Linked DNA regions of Cricetulus griseus: region 1 is linked to region 2. A link is a contact called in public Hi-C data. All regions are on one chromosome and are shown on one strand. The core of a region is the stretch at or near the end of the contact, and the rest is flanking DNA. Distances in the headings are between cores, read along the strand shown.

Region 1 (7,438 bases), core at 2,939-5,438, 140 kb after region 2:
AGGCATCACACAAACCACTGGAGCTCAGAGAGGAGATGACAGAGAGCCTGGATCATTACTCAGCAGCTAAATCAATTCCAGTAACTCTACTTTCAGAAGCAATGGGAGAGAAACCAATAGCTACCATGATTATTGAGTTTTCTGTTTACTGCATCAGAACACATTCAGAAGTGAAATACACATATGGATCTACAACCAAACTATCATGAACACACCACTCCATCTGAAATATGTACATGGATAGAGGTGCTTTGTGGGATGGCTGTATCCAGCATGTGTACAAAGGAAAGTATACAGGGATATACACAGCAATGTTGCCGACAACACCCCAATCAGAATTCATGCTAAGCATTTGCCTATTTAAGAAGGACTAATTAATTTAGTAAATTAACATTATAGCATACTATGCAGTGGAGCAAAAGAATTTTTTGTACGGCATAGTGGTGCCACATTTAATCCCAAGCAGATCTCTGAGTTAGAGGCCAGCCTGGTCTACAGACAGAGTCAGTTCCAGGACAGCCAGTTCCAGAGCTACACAGAGAAACCCTGTCTCAAAAAACAAAAACAAACAAAAAGAATGAATTTCTCAGGGGCTGGAGAGATGCCTCAGTGGTTAAGAGACCTGACTGTTCTTCCAGAGGTCCTGAGTTCAATTCCCAGCAACCACATGGTGGCTCACAACCACCTTAAATGAGATCTGGTGCCCTCTTCTGGCATGCAGGCAGAAGACTGTATACATAATAAAATCTTAAAAAAAAAAAGGGTTTCTCATTTTCTATGACATAGTGTCTTCTTAAATCCCTATGACATGTCAGATATTAGTGTTTCGAGAAAAGGGAAAATTATGTAACAATAAGCATAAAGAGTATGAAACTATTCTGAAACATACACTAAAACCAATACTATATTCTAATGTGTATACACATGAAAAAGCTTTGAAACAGCTAAATGCCTGTGGTTTGAGTGACAAGAAGCTTTGTCCTTATTTACTATTTCTATTTTTTAAAGAGAATTGTAATTCCAATTCCAGGGGATCTGACACCTTCACACCAATGCACATAAAATAATTTTTTTTTTCAAGACAGGGTATCTCTGTGTAGCTTTGGAGACTATCCTGGCACTCGCTCTGGAGACCACAGAACTCACAGAGATCCGCCTGCCTCTGTCTCCCGAGTGCTGGGTTTAAAGGCGTGTGCCACCAATGCCTGACAATAAATTATTTTTTAAAAAGATACTCAAGCTAGTTAAATATTATTTAGAGTAAGAAGAGGTAGATCTCCGAGCAGATGGGAGGAGGGGGTGGGGGAGTGAGAGGAGCAGGAGAAGAGGGAGGGGGAACTGGGATTGGAATGTAAAAAATAAATTAATAAAAAAAAAATAAGAGGTAGCTCTCAGTGAGTTTCAAGCCAGCCTGGTCTTCATAGTGAGTTCCAGTTCAGCCATGGTTATATAGTTAGACCCTGTGTAAAATATTAACACTCTTTGCGGTGATAGAATATTATTTTAAGGTATGTGACTTTTGTTTATGTTGCATTTGTTTAACTGTATGAAGCTGTGTGGTCCTAATAATGTCTGGTAGTCCTAATAAAGAGCTGAATGGCCAATAGCAAGACAGGAGCAAGGATAGGCAGGGCTGGCATACAGGACGATAAACAGAAAGGAGAAATGAGGAGGAAGAGCAACAAGAGAACAAGGGGAGGAAGATGTCAGGGGCCAACGACCAGCCACCCAGCCACCAGCCACCTGGCCACCAGTGAACCACGGAGTAAGAGTGAAAGTAAGATTTACACAAGAGACAGATAAAAGCCCAGAGGAAAAGGTAGATGGGTTAATTTAAGATAAGAAAAGCTGGCTAGACACAAGACAAGCTTAAGGGCCAGGCATTCATAAGTAATAATAAGCTTTCATGTGTAATTTACTTGGGAGCTGGGTGGCAGGGCCCCTCAAAAAGCCCAAAAAGAGTAAAAACACCATACAACTACACTTTGCCATATCTGACTTCCTGGAATGGCACATGGATTCTTTTCAGGAGGCCGTTCTGTCCTGGCTGGCACACTGCAACAAGGCTGACCATCAGTACTGTGATCTGTGTCCTCATCTGATGGGTCTCCAGCTTCACTGTTACTGACACCTGTTTGACTTGCTTCCTTGTGGAAACACGTTCCTCTTCTATCTTACACATTCAACAACTCCTATAAGTACTAATTTTTGAATAATTTATGACCTTTGATTCTTTTTGTACCTGACTATCAATTAGAACTTTTTGATTGCTTTTCACTTATCTCCCGATTCCATTTTGCCAGAAGCCTCAACTCCATGTACCTTTCTGGCAAGATGGCCTTTATAATTTTTTGGGTTTTTTTGTTCTATTGAAACACGGTCTATGCAGCCCTGGCTTTCCTGGAACTCACTCTGAAGACCAGGATGGCCCTGAACTCACAGAGATCTACCTGAAAATGGCACTTTTAAATGAACCCAAATGCTTGTTTTCTTGATGAAGCCACCTACAACTAAGTGAAGATAATTTCCATTATCACCAGGCTCAACAGTATTGTTCATGATTCTCTATCTTTTCTCTCAGGTTTAGGCCTTGCACCAACCCTACTTCTCATTACCCATCATGTGTGTCTCTTCACATGATTTCTCTCCTGATTTTCAGTTGACGTGGACATTCTTACCTGCACAGCATCGCAGCCACTATGCTGCGATCCCGTTGGTCAGTGGGACTGTCCGGTCCTTCAACTGCTTCAGATGCTGGTCTGGTCATTAACCGATGATGACTCCCTCCTTCTCTGAGAGATGTCCTTGGCCTATGTTATGCTGGAGCAAAGCGGGTTAGGAAGCCTTGCCTCAAATCAGAAAAATCTCGAGACATTATTCACACTTCAGAGCTCCCCAGGGAACCAGACTGGGGGAAAACTCCAGCTGAGGCTGCATCTTGCAGAACTCCTCCTGCCCCTTTCCCATATTGATACATTTCTCCTGAGAACACCCCTCCAGCCAGCCACTTTAACAACCCCCCTTCATCTTCGATTCTGGGGAAGCAGACACCACTTTTGCTTATAACCTACCTTATTCTACATTGAGTATAGTCACTTCTGTAAAATCCAGTTTATCCCACTTATCAGGAGTTCTACTTTTTCCAAAAACCTCCCAAACTGCATCTTCAAGGAATCACTCCTTTGATTGCTCATGGTTGTAAAGGGAAAAGAAGGAACAGGTCTTAACAGAGAAGAAATTTTGAACCCTTTGTGTGCCCAGGACTTCTTTGGAAGAACACTGAAACTCATGGATCACATCTTAGAGAAGGTCTTTTAAATGGATAAAATAATTCAGATTACAAAGGAAACTCATTATGTTCGTATATGATAATAAGAAAACTAACTTGGAATTGATGCGATGGCTCACTGGGTAAATATGCCTGCTGCCAAGCCTTATGACTTGAGCTCAACTCTTGAAATCTATATGGTGGCAGGAGAGTACCAATTCTGTTGGCCTCTGTTCTTTCACTGATACAAGTGCCCTGTGGTGCTCCCTTCACTCTAAATAAATAAAAAGCTAATTTGTAATAGAGCTGCATATATATCACGTCAATCCATTGAAAAACATGATCTATTTCGAGACAGGGGTTTCTCTGGCTGTCCTGGAACTAACTAGCTTTGCAGGCGAGGCTGGCCTCGAACTCGAGAGATTCGCCTTCCTCTGCCTCCCAGATGTGTGCCACCACGCCCAGCTAAGAATAAATGATATTTTAAGATATGCATCACAAATGAAATGTGTCGTGCAATATTTATATTAGCGACGAAGTTCAAGCCTATAACAACTGGTTAGAGCAAAGAATAAGATCCTGTAGTAAAAAAACAAAACAAACCCCTCAAAACACAGAGACTTGATAAATACCCGGTAACTGGATTAGGAGAAAACAAGCACATCTATCATAATATAACAGAAACATTCACAGACGCCTTAGGATTCTCAACTTGTTAATCGCACGTCTTCGCTGGATAAATAGCCATATACTTTTTTAGTATTGAAGTTTCAAAAGAAATAAAATCTGACAACTGAAGACAGACAAACCGGTTGTGTGTCCCGTGACGCTACGTTACTAAACAGAAGGACAGAGTTAAATGAATCTGCACAACCTTCCGACTGGTAGAGGGCAAATAACCGTCAAGCAGGACCGAGCCGAAAGGAAGTCCAGCTCCCACCGTCGCGCTCGCTTCCGGCGTCACTTCCCGCGCGACTCCCTCTGTAGAAGATGGCAGCGCTGAGCAATGTCCGCTGGCTGACCCGAGTGAGGCCCGGGACGTTTTGGGCAGAGGGTGGGCGGGAGAGCAGAGGGTTTGTCCGGAGTTTCCAAAAGGTAAGGCCGGCGCGGTGTAAGGGGCCTGGGTGTCCCAGATCTAACCTTATGTCTGTCGCAGGCGGTGGTCGCCGCTCGGAACCCCGGGGCTTGGAGAGGTCTCCGAACATCGGCTGCGGCTCACGCCGCTTCACAGACCCAGGTACGCTCGAGTCCGGCTTCGCCCTCGCCCATCCTTGTCGCCTCCTTGTCCGCTCCCCTGGGTTTCCGCTCTCCACCTGTCTCCCTCTGACTCCTGCTTCTGCCCCTGCTCCATCTCCGCTGGTCCCACTCACAGGCAGAAGATGTGAAGGTTGAGGGTGCCTTTCCTGTGACCATGTTGCCGGGAGACGGCGTGGGGCCGGAGCTCATGCATGCTGTCAAGGAAGTGTTCAAGGTGAGCGAGTAGCCTGTGGTGGGGGATGGGTGGTCCAGCTGCCAGACCTGACCTGGCCCTGTGCTTGGACTGATTGATACCTGAAGGCTGCTGCTGTCCCAGTGGAATTCAAGGAGCACCGCCTGAGCGAGGTGCAGAATATGGCTTCTGAGGAGAAGTTGGAGCAGCTGCTGAGTTCCATGAAGGAGAACAAAGTTGCCATCATTGGTTTGTATGCCTCTGTCATTTAAAGTCAAATGAGCAGTGTTCATAAGCCTCTCTCTCTCTGGCGTGTATATATCAGCTACCCAGACGGCCCTCTACTGATACTTGGGAATTTGTTTCTTATGGGAAGGGAGGTCAGCGAAGTTGCAAGGGTTTGGGGCCTGCTCAGGCTGTTGTCACTGTGGTCAGACCCTGTTAGCTGTGCCAGCAGTGTCCATTCTAACCGTCCCCTTTCTATTGCCTTCTTCTTCTTCTGTTTTATTCCCCTTATTGGATTCTTTTGGCTTCTAGATTTTCCCACATAGGCCATTTTCCAAATCTATTTTCTTGAACAGCCTGACTACCAGGGTCAGCTTTTGCAGAGGAAAGTCGGTTCGGTTCTTTCTGATCAGGCCCCTGGCTTTCCTGTTTTCCTTTCCACGACCTGTTCTGTGCTTTGCTCACAGTCAGCTGTGCTAGTTGTCGAATATATATATTCTGCCTTGACTTACGCTCTTCCCTCTACCCAAAATGTTTTTTTTTCCTCTGATGTCATCTATCAGAATAGCCACTCATATTCATTTTCTATGATTGCCATTGGATAGTACAATTTTTGTGGTGGCTGTAAATAGTATAAATGTACTCTCAGTTCTGAGGCTCTCTCTCTCTCTCTCTGATTTACCATTAGGATTTAGCCCTGCCCCCAATCCAGGACAATTTTATCTCAAGGCGCCTAATTCGATCTGAAAAAAAGTGTTTCTCCAAATAAGATAACATTTATAGCCTCCCACCACCCCAATAAATCATGTTTATGGTTTCTTGGTGTAAGGGCATGGGCCTGTCGGTTTGGGGATCACTGTTCAGCCCACTGTATTCACTTTTTTTTTGGTTTTTATTTGTTTTTGACCACTGTACTCACTTAACCAAGGAACTGACTATAGTGCCAGCTTTTCTGTAACATTCCTATTATCAGAGAGGATTCTTCCTCTGTGCTCCTATGCTTATTGTTAATATCATTGCTTACTTACTTGTGTTCTCCAATGTATTGTTTGCTTGTTGAGGGCAGGGGTTGTATGGTTTTGATTGCTATTCCTATTGCCTTACATTTTCAGTGAGTAGTAGCTGAGAAAATATAACATCAGTAGACACAGGAACATAAGGAAAGCCACTGATTCCCCATATAAAGTCAGTAGACACAGGAACATAAGGAAAGCCACTGATCCCCTAACGTTGCTTTTAAGCTTGTTATTAAACCCAGGTTCTTTGATTAAAAACAAGTGGTTCTTAGGTCATTTCGAAATTTCAACATAAATAAAAATTACTAAAACTAAAGTATTACAGTTTTTCTCATTTTAATTACATTATTCATTCTCCTTGGTTCTTGCTAGGGGCAATAAATAGAGGGTGAGGTATTTGGGGGTGGGAGATAGGAGACTAGGTTGCATGAAGTCAATGGGAGATTGGACCCTGGTCTCTGCTTGACCTTTGTCTAACCCTACTTCCCCCGCACTTTGTTTCCACAGGAAAGATCCATACCCCAATGGAGTATAAGGGCGAATTAGCTTCCTATGATATGCAGCTGAGGTAGGTGGATGGGTAGGCTTGGGTCAAAAGGGTACTGGGCACCTGGGACAGAGCTGATGGCAGTCTACCCTCAGGCGTAAATTGGACTTGTTTGCCAATGTAGTCCATGTGAAGTCACTTCCTGGGTACATGACTCGTCATAACAATCTAGACCTGGTAATCATTCGCGAACAGACAGAAGGGGAATATAGCTCTCTGGAACATGAGGTAAGGCCCAGTAACTGGGGAGGACAAGGAAAGAGGGAGGCGAGAGGTAGCAGCCTCCTTGGCTGCTTTCCAAACATTACCAGTCATTTCTGTCTTACCCAGAGTGCAAAGGGGGTCATTGAGTGTCTGAAGATTGTCACTCGAACCAAGTCTCAGAGAATTGCAAAGTTTGCCTTTGACTATGCCACCAAAAAAGGGCGGAGCAAGGTCACAGCTGTCCATAAGGCCAATATCATGTAAGGCATGGCTTTTTTGGGTTGGGTTCCTGGAGAGGTATCCCTTGAACTCTCAACTGATTTCTGTCTCTTTGATCCGTGAACAGGAAACTTGGGGATGGGTTGTTCTTGCAGTGCTGTGAGGAAGTTGCTGAACTGTACCCCAAAATCAAATTTGAGACAATGATCATAGATAATTGCTGCATGCAGGTGAGGTCCTTTGCGAGTTCCCAGAGGGAGGGTGGGGAGTGGAAATCTGTTTTGTTGTTGGAACTTTTCTCTTCATTCCCATAATCTCACCCCTAGCTGGTACAGAATCCTTACCAGTTTGATGTGCTTGTGATGCCCAATCTTTATGGGAACATTATTGACAATCTGGCTGCTGGCCTTGTTGGAGGAGCTGGTGTGGTCCCTGGTGAGAGCTACAGTGCAGAGTATGCAGTTTTTGAGACGGTGAGCAAGATTATTTTTCCCGTGGGATTGGTGGTGCACATCTTTTATCTTAGCACT
Region 2 (7,264 bases), core at 960-3,459:
GCAGTTAAGAGCACTGGCTGCTTTTCCAGAGTCAATCCCAGCACCCACATGTTGCCTTACAAATGTCTGTAAACAGCGGGGGCAGTGGTAGCTCACGGCTTTAGTCCCAGCACTTGGGAGGCAGAGGCAGGCAGATCTCTGTGAGTTTGAGACCAGCCTGGTTTACAAGAGCTAGTTCCAGGATAGTCTCCAAAGCCACAGAGGCATGCACGCATGCATATACATACACACCCAAAATGTAAAATTTAAAAAAAAATCTGTGTTTTGGCACAGAGTCTACCTGTTAGGTTTTGTTTTGAGTGGGGGAGGTAGGGAGACTTTTCAAGACAGGGTTTCTCTGTGTAGCCCTGGCTGCCCTGGAACTCACTCACTCTGTAAACTAGGCTGGCCTCCAACTCAGAGATCCCCTTCCTCTGCTAGGATTAAAGGCATGTGCTACCACTTACAGAACCACTTAATTATTTAACCTGGACTTTCTGTCCCTCAGCTTCTACATCAGTAAGTTGGAACAAATCATGATCCTGATTCTGTGGTGGGATATTTAAGAAACTATACATAAAGTACTTGGCATGGTATCCAGCTTATTAGAAAGTCTTATTTGTTTGTAACTTATCATCTTCAGCAAGGCTTAACACTTGTGTTTCTATGAGCTCAACACAGGTAATGGGAAGTCAGCCTCTTCTATGACACACACTCACATCTTTTGAAACATGCACCCATGAAGCTAAGCCTTCATACAACAAACAGGAGGAGCTCTGTTGCAACGAAGTCGTTGTCTTCTATGCTCCGTTTTAAAATTACTTTAAAAATAGTTAATATTTTATTTTTATTATTTTTTAGTGTTTTAAATATGTATTTTGGGATAGAGCCTGACCTTGCCCAGGCTGGCCTCCAATATATGTATATAGTCAGTAGTTAGTGTCTTGTTGACTTCCTTTATAAGATAAAGTGCAAACTGATCAGTTACTAATCCTGGTCCTCCTGCCTCCACCTCCCAAGTGCTTGGGTAATGGGTGTGACACCACACTCTGCTCACTAGTATTTTCAATGGGTGAAATCATTAATAGTTCCTGTTGATCTCAACTAAGTTTTTCATTTTTCATATTGTACATGTGTCTAAGAGGAATTGAGGATAAACAAATGCAACAGATCTCTAGAAATTATCACATCACATTATGAACAACAAAGTTTCATTTCAAAGTCTGGCTGTGAGTATGGTAAACAGTTTCACTAGCAGAAGCAATGTCTTCTACTGAGATAAAACACCAATGCAATGTCTCTGTGATCTGCAGGTGCATCAATAAAATATTCTTTACAATTTGCAACTAGCTGGGAAACTATTAAGTTTTGTTTCTGTGTTGTTTTGAGACAGGGTCTTACTATGTTGCCCTGGCTGGCCTGAACTGATTACCATAGACCAGGCTGGCATGGATCTCACAGAGATGCAACGCCTCTGCCTCCAGAGTTTAAGAGGCATGGGACACCACAGGCTAGACAACTAGAGTTTAAGAGGCATGGGACACCACAGGCTAGACAACTATTACGTAACAGGCATTGATCTAAATATGCATGGGAAATAAAGAGATATTCTTAACCCTCAAGGAACTCAGCAAAAGAAACCCAAACAAATATTACCCTCATTTGCCACATATTAGACACTACAACTAAACCCTGTAAGGAACAAAGAATTCTACTGTAGGAAGACCAGGAAGGTCCTGAAGACCAGCAATAATTCTTCAGTGTGATAAAGAGAGAAATACCAATGCCCACAAAAGGGATCGTAGGGCTATGAAAACACAGAAAGCCATGAAATCGCATGATGGGATGAGGTCTTGCAATTCTGTGCGGCTGGAACACGATTTGAGGATGGTTGAGACCAAACTGGAAGCCACTCAGGGAGACACATAGAGGTTGACCAATTGATGTATGCTCCACAAGCACTTTGTACTTTATCTTAGAAAGAAAGTCAAAGAGACCCTACCCACTGTAATCACTTTTCTAGTTTAGACTTGACAAAGACCCACTGCTCAGGGCTCTCCCAAGTTCAGTGAGTTGCCAATGCCTAGAGTTCTTCATTAATAGTGCCCCAGGGCTGAATGGCTATTCACCCCCTTCTCTCAGCTTTGGTCAGTACTGTCACTCCGCCCGCTGTGGGGATCCCGCCCTCCTCTGAGAGCCCCTGTGGTCTGACTTCAGCAGCAGTTTCCGGAAGGAGACTGGCACTCGCTGTCGCTGCGGGCGGCCTCCCTCATCGTGATCCCAGCATCCTTCCGGAGGCCGACAGACCTCAGTATTGGGGTGCCTTCAGACCTTGCCTCCGTTGGAGCAGAGGAAGGACCAGATTGCTGCCCCTAGGCGACTGTGCGTAAAGTGGCAGACGTTCTGGCGAGCCGCCGGAGGGGCGGACGCCAGCACCCGTAGTGACGGGGGGGCGAGCGCCGCTGGCTCCGCCGGGGGAGGCTCAAACCAGCCAACAAACACGGTAAGCAGTGGGCGAGAAGGTGGGGCGGCGGGCGGCTCACCGGTAAAAGGCAGAGTCCCCGAGTGGATTCCAATTCGCAGTGTAACAGTCCATGTCTGGTACAGCTGGCGGATAGAGGCGCCGAGAAAACACCCGCCTGGCGCAAGCTCCAGGCCGCACTTCCGCTTCCGCCCGTCGGGGTCACGTGGCGAGGCCACCATCGCGGCCATCAGTACTGTGGGCAAAGCGCACTGAGCTATCGTTCTGCCCTCCGCTCTTACCGGGGCTTACGCTCGCCCGGGTGGGCCTTACCCTGATTCTTATCCTGCACGGCAGCCAGCCTAGCTGTCTTTCTGACCTCTCCGACGTTGGGAGTCACGCAGGGAGGGACATGGGTGACCGGAAGTGGGAGCCATGAGCATCTCCTCCTAACTCAGATGCTGGAGGCGTTAGCTGGACCACCGGGACGCACGCATGGAGAGCACTGGGCGTCGAGCTGCGCACCTACAGCTAACCTGGGCACCCGGGCTCTGTAGGGCAAGGTCTTTGCAAGAACCTACCGCCCTCAAGGGGCGCGGGAACATGACTCTAGATCAGGAGCCCGCTGCGGGCAAGGCGCGCGGCGCCCGGGCCTGCCCTACTGGCCCGTGAATCCCTGGAGCCCGCAGACTTGGTAACTGGCGCGAGCGGACGTGTGCGCACGGGCGGGGCCGCCGCTGACACGTGGCTGGGAGCAAGGGAATCGCTGCGCCCGCGAAGCGCCATAGTGTAGGCCCTTGGCCCAAGCGACCCTCCCAGTGTGAAGGCTGGTGCTATCATGGGATGTGCCATGCGACCCCACTCTCCTCCCTCTTACTCGGAGCAGCCAGGGAGGGGCCAATGTGCATCTGTCATCTTGGGACAGACTGACTTACCTTGAGTCCCTGCCCTCTGTCAGCTTAGTGGCCTCTCCCTGCAGCCGGTGTCAGTGACAGCATGGTCTTCTGTTTGGAAAACGAGATGCCACACCGCCTGCTGCGAAGCACCATGGTCCACTTCCAAGCCTCCGAAGTCCAGCAGCTGCTACACAACAAGTTCGTGGTCATTTTGGGGGACTCCAGTGAGTGACCACTCTAGGATGACATTTCACAGTCCTATCTCTTCAGTCCTATATCCTGTTTTCTTTAATGCCTGCACCCCGTATCTCCATTTCAGTCTTTTCTCCATCTTTTATTCTGTTTTAGAACACTAGACTGTTTTGTTTTGTTTTTTTCTATATACCTTCCATGGGTGTCCTGGCATATCATTTATGTAGCATTTTAGCCCATGTTGGTAGCATCTTTATCTCTTGTAGACCTCCATGGTTTTTCTTAAAAGGAGCTCTGCGTTATGTTGTGTGTTTCCCTGATGACCGGGCCAACTTAACTGTGCCAGTTGGTCTTGGGTCACTGTAGCCAAGACAGGGGACAGGCATATGACTAGAAAGAAGCCGAGCCAGGATTTTCAAACTTCATCTTTACTTTCCTTTAAGTCAACCTTCCATAGTGCTGCTATTGATCGTCCAAACCTTGAGAAACAAAAGGACTTCATTTGGGAGGCTCTGGGAGGGGATGAGGCCTGCCTTAACCTCCGGATCCCTGTCTCCCTGCAGTCCAGAGAGCTGTGTATAAGGACCTGGTGCTTCTGCTCCAGAAAGACTCACTGCTCACAGCTTCCCAGTTAAAAGCCAAGGTGAGAGAAGCTTGGCAGCCATGCCAGAGTTGGGTGGGTGCAGACCCTGGCCTGAAAAGGACCACCTGCCTGGCATGGATCTGACCATCGGGGTGGGGGTGGGTGGGTAGGGGGAGCTGAGCTTTGAACAGGATCAGCTGGTGGCTGGGGGCCAGCTGGGCGAGCTACACAACGGGACACAGTACCGAGAGGTCCGCCAGTTCTGCTCTGGTTCTGGCCACCACCTTGTGCGCTTCTACTTCCTCACCCGTGTTTACTCCGAGTACCTTGAGGACGTCTTGAAGGAGCTGTCATATGGACCTGCCCCTGACCTAGTGATCATCAACTCCTGCCTCTGGGATCTCTCCAGGTTCAGGCGGGGGAAAGGGAAATGCTGGTTGGAGGTGGAGGTATGGCGCCATTCCTGTGCTCTTGCCCACCCTAAGTGTTACCCAACAGATATGGCCGCTGCCCAATGGAAAGCTACAGAGAGAACTTGGAACGAGTGTTTGTACGAATGGACCAGGTTTTGCCAGACTCTTGTCTGCTGGTGTGGAACATGGCAATGCCTTTGGGGGAACGTGTCACTGGGGGTTTCCTCCTGCCAGAGGTAAGTAATTGGGCCCTTCTGGACCGGATAGAGTGTGGCTGGCTGGTAGATAGGAGACCATCTTAGAGGCTCCACTTTCTCAATTAGCTCCAGCCTCTGGCAGTCTCTCTGCGACAGGATGTGGTTGAAGGGAACTTCTACAGTGCTACACTAGCTGGGAACCACTGTTTCGACGTCCTAGATCTCCACTTCCATTTCCGGCATGCCGTACGTCACCGTCATCGAGATGGTGTCCATTGGGACCAACATGCACACCGCCACCTCTCACACTTACTTCTGACCCATGTGGCTGATGCCTGGGGTGTGGAGCTACCCAAACATGACCCTCTCCCAGGTAAGACCTGCCACAGATTGGGTGGGTAGTGAAGTAGATAGGATCTTTAGCACAAGGCACAAAGAACCAAATGCACCAGGGGTACTTGTAGAAAATAGATTATCCCTTGAAAAATAGTTGTGGTAGGCTGGGTGGTAGTGGCCACACACCTTTAATCCCAGCACTCAGGAGACAGAAGCAGGCAGATCTGTGAGTTCGAGGCCAGTCTGGTCTACAGAGCAAGTTTCAGGACAGCCTCCAAAGCTAGAGAGAAACCCTATCTTGAAAAGAAAAACAGTTGTGGCTCCTGAGTGTTCCTTTCTCACTTTCTGGGAATGGTTAGATCACAGGAGTCACATGACTGTTCCGCTTCCAGTTCTGAAGCTGTATGACTCCTTCTGTGCACTTGAGTGAAAGTGTGCAAGTACTGATTGCAAAAGGCAGGGTCCAAAGACCCAGTCAACAGGTGAGTGGAAAAGAAATGAGAATACCTCTAGATAGTGCCACGTGGAGGGAGTGGGATGACAGATATGGAAGAAGGGTGGTCCAAGCAATGTCACAGGGGCAAGAAAGCTCATCAGCTGGAGAAGTGAAAAGGTGCAGCCAGCTGGCAGGTTGTTGACCAGAGACAGTGTAACCTACAGTGTCATTGCAAGTCAATCTCAAGGTGATGGGGTTAGTAGACAACAGCTCGTAGGCTCCTCAACTCTGCCTTAGGGTTCCAGTCTCACTGTTTCTAGCCTAGTGCTGTTCTCCACTGACCCCATTCTAGGCATTGCTGAGAATCCCACCTCTCCAGCTTGTTTTTGGGACACTGATTGCATTACTGCTGAGATGTTCTCTGCTACAGCTCTTGTGTTTGCTTGTTAGTCTCTCAGTCCCCGTCTGCCTGCAAAGGAAACATCATGGCTTATTTGCTTCTCTTCTACATCGGGTCACTTGTTGATAGTTCATCCCCTCCCGCCCAGTACCAACACAGATGCTGTACTCCAGTGCCAAGAGCACAGTGTTCAAGGAATTGGAGGCATGAGTCATCTTAGATGCTGTTTGTTGCAGCAATAGAAGATGTGGGGGACATAGAAAGGCCAGGAACAGAGGAAAACCACTAGAGCTTAGTAGCTAGGAGCTGGAACTTTAGGAAGATAGATTCAGATGGATTATATGCTGGCTCCATTTCCTTTGTTTTGCTTAATGAGAGAATAAAGAAATGTTTTAAAGGTTGAAAGGCTAGTTTGTGGTGCCTCACAGCTTCTGATTCCCTCTAAGAACTATAGAAACAGCTGGAGATGTGGCTTAGTTGGCAGAGGGCTTGAAGTTGATAGCATGCATGAAGCCATGGGTTCACTCTCTAGCACCATATACAGCCAGGTATGGTAGGTACATGTAAATTTAGCACGTGGGAAATGGAAGCAAGAGGGTCAGAAGTTCAAACTCATCCTTAGCAACAAAATGAGTTTAAGATATGAGACCTTGTCTCAAGGGGGAAAAAGGAAGTTAAGGTTGTTAAAAGAAAGACTTGAAGTGGGAAGATGAGCAAGTGAGTTTGATTAAGGGCAGATCTGTTTGACGTCTTGGGGAGACATTTGGAGTCATCAGTACCTAGCAGAGGTATATGAGTGAGAACTAGGAAGGAGACAGCAGAACAGTGCTCACACTTTGGATTGGCAGAGAACATATTGATGGTAAAACAAAAGTGGTTGAGAATAGAGAGGTGCTTTCAGGACACAGTGTATTGTTGATGTCTTGTGACTGTTGGAAAGAAGGGAGTTCAGTTTGTCAGGCAGTTCCATTTAGTAGGAAAAGCATCGAAGGCATGAAATGTTCAAAAGAGGCAATACACAGTTGGTAAGGGATAAGAAACAGGGTAGAATACTCCTTGTGATGGTTTAGAAGCAAATGAGGGCTAGTTGGGAGGGGGAGTTGGATCTTTATATTTGAATAATTTATTGGCCCATGAGGACGACTTGGGAAGAAGAAAAGGCTAAAGATACAGGCACTGGGCAGGAGCAGGCTTGAAGTTAGAACACAGGCAGACATGAGTAGCAAGGACAAAGGAACTCAGCTTGGTCTTGGCTTGCAGTGAAGGGGAATGATGAAGGCTGCTGGCCTTATTCTCCAAGAGGGTGGAGTAGAGCTTTGGAAATGTGGATAGCCAGCATTTGGGGGCAACCTGGCTTCCCAGACCTACTAA

Evidence for each region. Hi-C and Micro-C count contacts between places; a contact is called where the count stands out from the background.
Region 1: a contact with region 2 is called in a Hi-C map of the CHK-Q cell line, with 4 times the contacts expected there. The contact joins the promoter of Idh3b here to the promoter of Pced1a in region 2. A contact is called at or near these places in 2 of 8 Hi-C or Micro-C datasets (the CHK-Q cell line and liver).

The regions. Positions count from the first base shown.
Region 1 is chr6:48,323,016-48,330,453 of CriGri-PICRH-1.0, forward strand. Idh3b (isocitrate dehydrogenase [NAD] subunit beta, mitochondrial) reads left to right here and starts at 4,189. Exons shown (of 12, transcript XM_027421815.2): 1 at 4,189-4,294; 2 at 4,425-4,505; 3 at 4,641-4,739; 4 at 4,826-4,946; 5 at 6,446-6,506; 6 at 6,581-6,713; 7 at 6,816-6,949; 8 at 7,036-7,138; 9 at 7,235-7,381. The coding sequence starts at 4,259. LOC103163425 (a long non-coding RNA gene) reads right to left here and starts at 4,221. Exons shown (of 4, transcript XR_004770438.1): 1 at 4,143-4,221; 2 at 3,072-3,542; 3 at 2,679-2,820.
Region 2 is chr6:48,182,388-48,189,651 of CriGri-PICRH-1.0, forward strand. Pced1a (PC-esterase domain-containing protein 1A) reads left to right here and starts at 2,210. Exons shown (of 8, transcript XM_027421802.2): 1 at 2,210-2,482; 2 at 3,420-3,560; 3 at 4,092-4,171; 4 at 4,282-4,520; 5 at 4,610-4,760; 6 at 4,848-5,094. The coding sequence starts at 3,437. It overlaps Vps16 (vacuolar protein sorting-associated protein 16 homolog), which reads right to left and starts at 2,677. Exons shown (of 24, transcript XM_027421799.2): 1 at 2,523-2,677. The coding sequence starts at 2,575.